2 separate regions of the Rattus norvegicus genome follow, and region 1 is linked to region 2. The links are chromatin contacts, called in public Hi-C maps. All regions are on one chromosome and are shown on one strand. The core of a region is the stretch at or near the end of the contact, and the rest is flanking DNA. Distances in the headings are between cores, read along the strand shown. Region 1 holds the start of Calm2 (calmodulin 2). Region 2 overlaps LOC120103462 (a long non-coding RNA gene).

The links. A called contact is a pair of places that touch in the nucleus more often than the background predicts.
Region 1: a Hi-C map of the A7r5 cell line shows a contact between it and region 2, with 3 times the contacts expected there. The contact joins the promoter of Calm2 here to the enhancer-like site in region 2. A contact is called at or near these places in 11 of 12 Hi-C or Micro-C datasets (the A7r5 cell line, the Rat2 cell line, Schwann cells and 7 more) and 1 of 1 datasets of contacts at active chromatin or transcription factors (oligodendrocytes).

The regions. Positions count from the first base shown.
Region 1 is chr6:12,843,287-12,848,887 of GRCr8, forward strand. Calm2 (calmodulin 2) reads left to right here and starts at 1,884. Exons shown (of 5, transcript NM_017326.3): 1 at 1,884-1,958. The coding sequence starts at 1,956.
Region 2 is chr6:12,750,554-12,755,705 of GRCr8, forward strand. It overlaps LOC120103462 (a long non-coding RNA gene), which reads right to left. Exons shown (of 3, transcript XR_010052445.1): 2 at 4,288-5,152. Among named protein-coding and RNA genes, the nearest start is that of Calm2, 92 kb to the right of the region's middle. Within about 2 kb of position 3,523, at least 50 of the 93 cell types and tissues checked have an H3K27ac peak or open chromatin away from gene starts, as enhancers often do. A contact at or near this core is called in the A7r5 cell line, Schwann cells and liver, where this site is marked.

The DNA of each region.
Region 1 (5,601 bases), core at 634-3,133, 91 kb after region 2:
TTTCTCTTCTTGAGAGGTCAGCAAGGAAGATTACGCAAGACAGGCTTTACCAAAATCCAACCTAGGGAATCTGGAAGAACTTTCCTGTATCCTCTATTTTTAAAAATTATTTCTTTGTACTTGCTACCCAGTGCCGCCGCACTTCTCTAGGCACAGATCTGTGCTGATCATGCATTATACACCAATCCTCTTAAAAATTCCTTCCCTAGAGGAGGCAATTATTCATTTTGTCAATTTCCCACCATTAAAAGTTTCATATGTAAAATCACTGCATGCTAATGGGGTACTGTGTAAAGAGAATATTTTTAGTGAGTCAGCTGAAAGAAAAAAAAATCATTAGTAGGTCTTCCATTTGAAGATCCGAGAGGAATCACAGATTTCTGAGGTATACCTTGGAAAACCTTGGAATTTACCAGAATGCAGTGCACTGGAACGGTGGCCTCAGGTTCTTGAGTAGAGGTGCCCATTTTAAAGTAATATTTTCACTTGATGTTTATCTCATTTGTAGGATAAGGTTAATTAACTCCCCCCACCCCTTTCAAAATTATCAAGGCACCACAATGGCAAGGATAATGGAAACAGAAATCTGAGGTGGGCTTTTTGTTTTGTTTTGTTTTCCCATTGAGTGGGCATCCGTTTGAAAGGGTGTGGACTTTGTCAGTGCTAATTAGAAGGCCGCTTAATGTCTGGTTTGCATGATTGAAAGAGGTCCCAGCACTGGCTTCATTACAAGATATGTTCAAAGGTGTGAGGGAATGTCTAATTTAGGTAAAGGAGGTTAAATCCGACTGAAGCTTTCCGAGTGGGTGCAGATAGCTGTTAGCTTCGAGATGTTCTTGCCAAACAGGAAAGTATCGTGAAAGGCAGGCTTCTTCTCAAAAGTTGGTTTCATCTTGGCTTGCTTTTTTTAAAATGCTGCTCGTTTCGAGGGTCTGCATGGTGGTGCTCTTTCCACTGGGAAGTTCGTCTCTGACTTCACCATCTTCATAATTCTTTCTGGGCCGTGGTTGTTCCATCAGTCTTGTCTGGGTACCAAATTTTGAGGATTAAGTCCTCGTTTCCTTAACCTCCATCATCCTTTTCTGGTCGTCTACTTTGGGTTTTCAACAGCACATACTCTGATACCGTAGGTTTGAATACCTTTCAGATAACTTACTGCTAGGCAAGAAAAGTAAAGGGGAAGCATAAACGGAAGCCCCTTTCTGATTAGTCTGTCAGCTGAGCTGCACCATGAAATGAAAAACGACTGGTCTCCCTGATGCAGCAACTGGGCGCGGGGTGGGCGTTTACTGGGGGTGGGGGTCCTTCAGTTCTATTTTTTTATTGGCTTATGTTGTTTTTGTCGAAACCTCCATACGGGGCGGGAAGGTAAGTGTGTGCGTGTGCCTGTGGCAGGGAGAACGGATGGAAGAAGGTCCTCCAGCCAAGCGCAAAGAGAGCCACGCTGCCTCCTGGCGCAGTTGCCAGGACAGCCCGGCGCGAGCAGCAACGGCAGAAGCCGCACCGCGTTCCGGCTGAGAGCAAGTGACGCATTGCAGGTACAAACCAGCCAATCAGCAGCTAGCTCAACGGCGTTCGCAGTGTCCATCTCCACCGCGGTGCTCCTCCGCGCCGCAAAGTAGCGCCCCCCAGGCGCGGTTCCCCCGGCCTTTTAACGGCTTGCCTGGGAGTGAAACCCACTTACGTCACCCGTCCCCTGCTCCCCTTTATCTCTTGCCTGTCTGACCGGTGACTGCGGAGAAAAGGGTCTCCCGGAGTGGAGGGGGGCACACGGGGCTGGCCGGGACTCGTTCGCTATGTTCCGTTATCTGTCGTGAGGCGGAGGGATCTGGCGGAGGGAGGCGGAGGGAGGTGTTTATGAGGAGCTGGGGGCGGAGGAGGAGAATTAGTCCGAGTGGAGCGAGCGAGTCGAGTGGTTGTCTGTTCTGGTCTCGGAAACCGGTAGCCCTTGCAGCATGGTGAGTGCGTAGCCGAGCGGCCGGCGGCGCCGGTGGGGGAAAGATGCCGAAGCGGACTGACTAAAGAGGGGGACCTGCCCGCGCTGACCCTCGAGGAGCCGTCTTCCCCAGAGGGATGGCACCAAAAAGGCCAGGAGGCCCCCGCGACGGTCATGTCGCAGGTGTCCCCCACCCAGGTCCTCTTGGGTTCCCTTAGATGAGTCGGGGGACGGCTGCGGAGCTTGGCCGGGGGAAGATGGATCAGGGGTGAGGGGCGGTGTGGTCGGTCGGGAGAGCAAGCGCGGGGCGCCGCGGCTGAGGCGGCGCTAAAGGTCAGCCCTGGGGCCGGATTCAAACCGCCGCCAACGGCCACGGCTAAGCGCGGGCGCCAGGAAGCGCCTTTGTCCGCCCGGCAGCCATGCGCGGGGGGTGGGGTGAGGAGGAGCGCGGGGCCCCGGGGCGAGCGGGCGCCGTTAGCCCGCATCCCCGCGAGGCGAGGTAAGCCAGCCGGCCCGGGGCGCGCCCTGTGCGTCCTGCCGGTGCGGGAAGCAGGCGCTGGGGGTGGGGTGGGCGCGCGGGGCCCGGAGCCGCCGCCCGACGCTGCTCGGCTCGCGCCCCAGCTGCTGCGCTGGCACCTGCAGGACTGCGGAGGTCTGGGCGGCCCGCGGCGCTGCGGGGATGGGCGGGGGAGGGGACCCTAGCAGTTCCCCCATCCCCCTCCGCGCAGTGCTGCTTGTTCCACTCCATCTGGTGCTGTCTTCCACTACCCAGACTGGATGCTTAATTTCTTTCTTTTTTTTAATCGCTGAAGAATACAAGCTTTATGCTGGAAGTCGGGCGCTTTCTCCAAATACAGTTTATAAAGGGAAAGCAATCGCCTTCAGTTAGGGTCTCAAAGACTTTTTCTGCCCACAGCGAAAGCAAGCCAGTGAAAGTAGCAATTAAGGGGCGGGTCGCTAAATTCTTGAGTACTCAGGTGCACTCCTGTTCACCTCTACCACACGCAGCGTTCCTTGAACGCTTGTGTTTGTGTTTCTTGTATTTCGGTGTAGGAGTTGCCATCCCATCTTAGTTATTAGATCTACAGTTCATTTATACAGTATTGGCTGTCAGAAACTGTGCACTTAAAGGGTGTATGAGAGAGGAGATTTCAGAGAGATTTTTTTTCTTAAATAAGAGACTCCTCGTGTTTCCTGTAAAAGAATGAGGACAGTAATTTGCACTACTTACTTTACTCCTTTGCCAAATGGTTACAGCAATGGGTGTGTCTAGGAGGCAAGGTGACATCTTAAACAGTAGTTGGGAATCCCTGCCAACTGAAACCTCCAGCCTGCTTGGGTGTGGGGAGAGTTCACCTTGGAGAGAGCTAGCATTCATTTAACTTTGGTGAATCTTTGTGTTTTGATAAGTATTTTTTTAACTAATGAATTTTAATATGCTGATTGAATTTGTACTTTGTAAGGTGAAACAGGATATAAATTACAGGCATGTAATTGGCACTCCAAGTTATGTAGTAACTTATTTTTTTAGTTAGCAGGATAGGATTTAAATGTTTACTGGAAAATTATAATTTGTATCTTACAGTGGTTTTTCTCCCCAGTAAGTTTTTATAGTTAAATGTATCATTAATACATTGCCAATTAGTCTAGTAACTTCATAATATATAAATAAGACTTTAGATTCTGAAGACTCTGTTAAAGAGAAGAAGTTATTTAGGGACCTATGTATATATAAGAACTGATTGCGAATCTCTCGAATTTGCATGCGGCCACTGTCTTTATTGGGCTGTCATGTATTGGAAGGAATGTGCAGTGTTGACACAGATGTAAAGAGTGTGTTTAAATGAGTCTATTAAGCTGAAAGGTTTTTATTAGGCTCAAAATAAGAATTTGCTTTGGCTCCATTATAATGTAGAAACTTCTAGCTTAAGCTAGAATTTAGGCTTTTAGTCAAGGTCCTGATTTCTATCAAGTTTTGTTCCTCCACTGGCTTCTCTTTTGACTCAAGATACTTTTATAGTAAAGTGACATTCTGTCAGAATAAAGACCCCCTTTTTCCTACAGAAATAACAGATTGGTTTTGATGCATGAAAAATCCTGTAATTGTAGAAGAAATGATGAATGGAGCCTTGTGTGTGTGTAGTAGTATTTGAGGGTTGAACAGGATGAAGATGTATTTCTGTTCATTGTGAGGCCAGGATTCATAAATTTATTCAGATACACTAAATATTTTTTAAAAAGAACTTTTCAGTTCAGAGTGCAGTTTAGAAAATGCTTTAAATGTTCATGATGCCTTCAGTTCAGGTGACTTTGTAATGCAGGTTAGTTTCTAGATAAAGATCAACAGTGGTAACCCAAAATGCAGGATCTAGTTCAGTAGGTTGGGGTGGAACCTGAAAGTACACTGGAAGTCTGTGGAATGACAAGAACAGCAGGAGGGGTTACATCAATCCTTGCAGAATCGAGAATTAGTCTCTGGGGAATTAGTCTTCGCCTTATTATGATAAACATGCTAATGAGCTTGTATTTTCCCAAAAGTATAATTTCAGTTCTAAGAAAACGGCATTCTCCATAGACAAAGTAGTTGGAAAAATTGAGTGCTAGGAAGTCTTTGCTCTTGATTTTTAGGAGCTTTTATTCTAGAACTTGGTAAAGTTTATTTTAAAACCTTAAACCCTGAAGAGACAGCTTAGGGGCTAGGAGCCCTGATGCTTTTCTTGAGGACCTGGGTTCAATTCTCAGTACTCACATGGTAGCGCACAACTGTCTGTAATTCCAGTCCAGGGGTCCTACCTAACCCCTTCACACAGACATGCATGTAGACAGAATACCAAATGTACGTAATTTAGAGAAAGTCCTTAAACTCAAGAAAGAGCTTTTCATGAAGCCTTGGACGCGAAGTTAAGAGGTTTTCAAGTTACCTGGGAAACTGGTTTTTGTGTGCCTGGCTCATTGCTTGAAGGAGATCTTTATGTAGTGTTCTAAGATTACATTTGCCTGGTAACAGGGAACTGAGCTGGATGGGTGGTTTGGGGGCCTTAAGTTGTGACCCTGTAAACCAAGAATTAGAATATTCAATTATTGTTAGTCTTGTCTAACCACCACAGTTTTTCAACTCACCTGTTGAAACTAACCTCTGTGTGGTCACAGACTGATTTCCTGCTCTAATTTATAACATATATTCCTTCCGATTGCCACACTACAGTGCCCGCTACACATTTAAGCTTAGCACCTTTTTAGGCTTAATCTCACATGCTGCATTCCGTTCCCAGGGTGCTGCTAGTGCCTTCTGTGTTCAGTTTGTGCAAGTGAATTCTCTTTGCTTAGAGTTAATGTCAGCATGCTGAGAGGTTAGTCTTCTGTATGGAAATTGAGCTGTTTGGTTAATTTATATACATTGATAGCTAATCGTTAGCAGTAAGGTTGGTGTTGCAGATGGGATCTGAGAGGTTGAGTAATATGTCCAAGGTTGCACAGCTTATAAATCCATTTAAGGATTGGTATTTAGAGAGGTAGTTAGTAAATGATAGCTTTTCTTTTTAAACTTATGGTCTTGTGCACTTGAACATAACTGGCATTTCAATTTTAAGTCTACTAACTTGGCTTTTTTCTCTCCTTAGTACTAGGAATTGGACCCAGGACTTAACCATGGTTGGCAAACACTA
Region 2 (5,152 bases), core at 2,273-4,772:
TTTCTTCCTCTTGATGGACTGTGATTAAAACACATCCACAAAAGCAACTAAGAGAGAGTGAGTTTATTTTGGCTCATGGTTCAAGGGTCACGGTCCATGATGATGGGAAGGAAGTTCGAGAGGCAGGAGCTCGAGGTAACTGGTCACAGTGATCCACAGTGGCAGAGAACAACGGGCCCAGAGAACACAAACGGGCCCAGTCCAGTTAGCTTCTGTTTTCTTTCTTTCTGTTTAGAAACAGGGTCTCCCTATATATCCCTGCCTGTCCTGGAACTCACAATGTAGACCAGGTTGGCCTGGAACTCACAGCGATCCACCTGCCTGTCTCTGGAATGAGCTACCACGCCCTGCCTTCCTTTCCATGTGGCCTAAGACTGGAGGGCAGGGAAAGTACAGTCTACTGTTTTTGTTTTGTTTTGTTTTTCTTTTTTTTTTTTTTCCGGAGCTGGGGACCGAACCCATGGCCTTGCGCTTGCTAGGCAAGCGCTCTACCACTGAGCTAAATCCCCAACCCTACTGTTTTATTTTTCAAGCAGGGTTTTTCTGTGTGCCCCCAGGCTGTCCTGAACTTACTCTATAGACCAGACTGGCCTTGAACTCAGAGATTCTCCTGCCCCTTCCTCTCAAGTGCTAGGACTAAAGGTATGCACCACCTCCTGGCTTAATGTAGTTTACTTTTTTTTTTTTGGTTCTTTTTTTCGAAGCTGGGGACCGAACCCAGGGCCTTGTGCTTCCTAGGTAAGCGCTCTACCACTGAGCTAAATCCCCAGCCCCAATGTAGTTTACTTTTAAGGTAGGTCTTCCTACCTCAATTAGTGGAATCCAGACCATCTCTCTGGTAAGGGCCAGAGACTAACAGAATCAAGACAGTCCATTCAGCTGAAGAGATGGCTCAGTGGTTAAGACTGACTGCTCTTCCAGAGGTCCTGAGTTCAAATCCCAGCAACCACATGGTGGCTCACAACCATCTGTGATGAGATCTGATGCCCTCTTCTGGTGTGTCTGAAGACAGCTACAGTGTACTTATATATAATAAATAAATCTTAAAAAGAAAAAAAAAAGCAGTCCTTCATAGGTGCACCCAGAGGCTACCCTAGTGAAGAAAATTCCTCACAGATATGCCCAGAGATTTGTCTCCTAGGTGATTCAAGACCCTGTTAACATTGGCAATATTAACTCTCAGACTAAGACCTTGATATCCAATATTGGTTGAGTCCATGGGTGATGAACCTACATTTGGCTGGACTGAAATATGTCCTGTCAGTGGGTGCATGGCTGTCACCTACATCCTGGACACTATCTGTTGGTAGTTTTAAACCTTCGACCGACCATGAGGATTTTTCCTTTCTATTGTCTTCAAAGGGCTTCATGGTTTTCTTTACATTTGCATATGAGTCCATTATATAAAGTACTAAGAGGATTCAGTCAGAGTGACGGTCACCAGTGAGTGTGTGAGTGTGTGTGTGTGAGGGGGGGGGATGGAGAGTTATCATATTGATGAGTATGCAGCTTCAGTCCGGTATAATGAAAAGCTCTAGATCTGTCCTTCAGGAGCGCCCATACAACACGGTAAATGTGCTTACTGCCAATGGACTAACATGTCTCGAGTGGCAAATTGTATCACTTCAGAATGTCTGTTTAGGGATTCTCCTGTGAACTGTTTGCAACATGTTTCTAGATCACTCATTAATTGATGGGTTAAAGGCAGTCACTGACAGGTGCTCATTTGATATCTGCATAAGATTTATGATTTTTCCCTTTTAATAAGTGGTTAGGAGCTAAAGTATCTGCTGCTTAAGCTGAAAGAACAGATCAAAGGAAGGAGGGAAAGAAGCGAGCAGGGGCGGGGGTGGGGTAGAAGAAGCGGAGATAGGACAGGAAAGCCAAGAGGGTGGGATGGGAAGCGGGTGGACGAGCAGAAAGTGCAGAGAAAAGCTGGAGGGAGGGGCCGGGAGGAAGTGGGAGGGCTTCCCTTCTGACCCATACATGTGTCAATCCTCTCCCTTGGCTTGAAGGAGTCTCTATTTTGACTCTGCTTCGAATAACCCTCTCTGTCCCTCAGTCCGAGAATGAAGAAATTATTTTCTGCCTCTGCCGTTTCCCAGGTCACCAGTTATATTAAGCCGAAGTCCCTTGGTGGCTGCTGTCTATAATTTTCCACTCCACACCCTTTTGAGTCAGATTGCAAAATAAGGCCATTTTGAAACTTGGTTTCCTCCTGGTCAGGGCAGGGAAGATGTGACACAGGACTTTTGTGACCCTCTGCAGCTCAGGCAGGAACTTAGATTAGCAACTGGAAGAAGGGTAGGAGGAGGCAGCAGGTTGCTGGGACCCCAGTCAGACCACCCAGAGGTGCTCTATACAATTTCTAGCCTTTGGGGGTGGGAGGAGGGCATGGACCTGACGGGGGCATGGGCGGGGACTGGCGAGATGAGACGACACACCAGAAACGAAGGAGGCTCTTGGCGTCGTGGAGAACGGAGGAAATCAGCCACCATTCTTACAAATCTCTCAGAATCCAAAGTGCTCCCCGCGGTCCCCATCTCCCATTTGGGCTGCGGTGGAGCCGGCCTCCTGGCCACTCCCTGTTCTCCGGGTTGGAGCGCCTTCCCCTCTCCCCACCCATCACTTTGACTCACACTTTCTTTTTATTTCCTAATGGTTTACATCCTCCCTTGAGCACTCACGTGTACTTTATCTCTGAGCTGGCCACTCTGGCTCGTACTTCCCAGTGTGCTGCAGGGCCGGAGCCCAGGCTGATTTCTGTCTTAGTTAAGGAACAGCAGGGTAGACAAAGTGACCAGAGAGATGTGGGTGGTGGCCGCAGCAGGAGGCTCATAGGTGTTGTGGGTAGCCTTCAGTTCTGGCTTTTCTTGTGAGGGAAATGGGGAGCCATTGCAGGGGATGAGGAGAGGAGAGACTAGAGAGGTTTAAAGTCCCCATGATCTTAAGTGACATCCGGATATTTTCAGAGAGCAAACCGTTCGGGGCTCAGATTTCGGGGTACTCACAAAGATCTTCGGGAACATGGGACCAAATTCGCAGGGAACTTGAGGATGGTGGGAGTTTCTCCTTGACTGGTCAGGAAATGGGATGCTCTTTGTGTCTGTGTCTTCTCCTCCCTAGATATCAGCCGCGCACTGATAGGGCTTTCTGCCCCTGGACACAGAATAGGCTTAGAGTCTTTCAGGAAAAAAACTCATCAAAAATAGGCAGAGAACCCTGACCTACCAAACTGAGACACTGACACTGGCTGTAACAGAGGCTCAGGAAGAATAAGGCGGACTTCCAGGAGGAGGGAGGCTCCACTACCTAGAGATAAAAGACAGGCAGGAGAAAACCTTTCCTTGCAGCCCTCCCCCGGGCACAACTGTTGGCTCTGAGTCCCCTTCAGGCTTGCCCAGGCACACGAGCGCTAATTTAAAAGCCTCGCTAAGAGAAGTGAATGACTTCTTCAGTCGATGACATTTTCCAGGCTCTTTCCCCCAGCTCGCCCAGAAAACGCACAGCATTAATAACCAATAAAAGTTAAGAACGTCACCTCCCCACCCCTCGGTAATTCTTAAGGGTGAAATTTCTGGTCTGGGGACGTCCCGGGTTGTCCCCTCAGGTAGGGAACTTCCGGAAACGCCTCCACTCCCTAAACAACCGAAGGTTCCCCCCCCCCCACCTCCCACCTCCTCTCCTGGGAGGCGAGCGGCCGCAGGTGCGGAGGGCGGGGCGGCGGCGCGTGGAGTGCGGCCCATGGCCGGCAGGGGGCGCAGGGGAGCCGATGAATCCGGGGAGGGCTCCAGGCCCTCCGCCGTCGCCTGCCCAGCCCCCCACTGCAGCTATAGGTGTATTTACCGGAAGGTCACCCTAGTCCCTTCTCTCCGGCCCACCCTTTCCTCTCAGGTGTGGCCGCGGGAGAGGGATTCCTCCTGAGATCCTGCGGACGATTGTCAGGACCGTGAGGATCAGCGGCTTTGTGGCAGGAGAGATGCCAGAGCCTCCTTCGCCCCCCCTGCCCTACCATTAATAGCCTCAAAGTCCTGGGACTAAGCAAGAGGCTAAGGACCCCCGAAGTAGGACTCGGGCCCTATTTACTCCTGCAGAGCCTGGAGCGTGATAGGAACCTGTCCTGTTTGGGTTAAACGAAAGGACTTTTTTTGCCTAGGGGCTTCTTCTGCCATCCTCCTGTTCATCCAGCTGCTTACCTGTGTCACATAGTCCCGTTCCCCCTCCCTCCACCTCCACTCCCCCACATTCACCCACCCCTGCCCCAGGCCAGGTCTTCCCAGGCCTTACCTCGGGCTCTTTCACTGCTCCAAGGGCTCACTAGGTGGTCGGCCTAAGTCCCTTACATAGCCTTGAAGCTGTGCCCATCCTATTGAAGGGTAGCGAAACACACCACCCAGACACGGGCCACTTTAGCATAAGGATTATTTTGAGCAAAGGCAGCTGAAAAGGAACAGAAGCAAGAGGAACCCTCCCTCCCCCGTTTGCCTAAAAGCTGGATGGAAATGTACACGGATGTCCCTGTTCTCCGCTTTACCCGGAAGGTGGTATCATGGAAGACACTTGAGACCTTCGTCCGCCAGAAGTGGCACGCAGCAAGCAGAGATTGAAGAGTCTTTGTCTCCTGTTTTTTTTCCTCTCTCTGATTTGCCTTTCACAGTCGATACCTCTGGGGAGTGTAGTTCTTGTTTCTTCCGCCTTCCCCTTTCCTAAAATTGTACTGCTCTTTGTGGAAGTGTCATTCCTTCCTTTATCTCCCATGCGCCACACTTTTAATAAACTATTTTCCTCTTGTTAATCTTTGTTTAGAGATTCGGGCCAAGAACTCCCCACCACCACCCTATTTTAAGGCACTTGGCACATTGTTTTGATACATCTACTTGAGAGAACATAGTTTGATCTGTCCTTCCTGGGAGCTGCCTCTCCCACCTTTTCCCTCTCAGGCTTGAGACCAGATGGGCGGCAGCTTCGAATCCTTCAGGAAGCGTCCTTTGTTGGCCATCCTTGAGTTTTCTCAGCTCTGACCTGAAGCACATGCTCCTTGGATCTGTTTCTTGCATTTGTACCCTCGTGATTCTGGGGAAAATCAGTGTTCCCTTTTAGGATTCTTGGTCTCATTAACAAAAGAATTAAAGAATGGATTCAAATTGCAGGT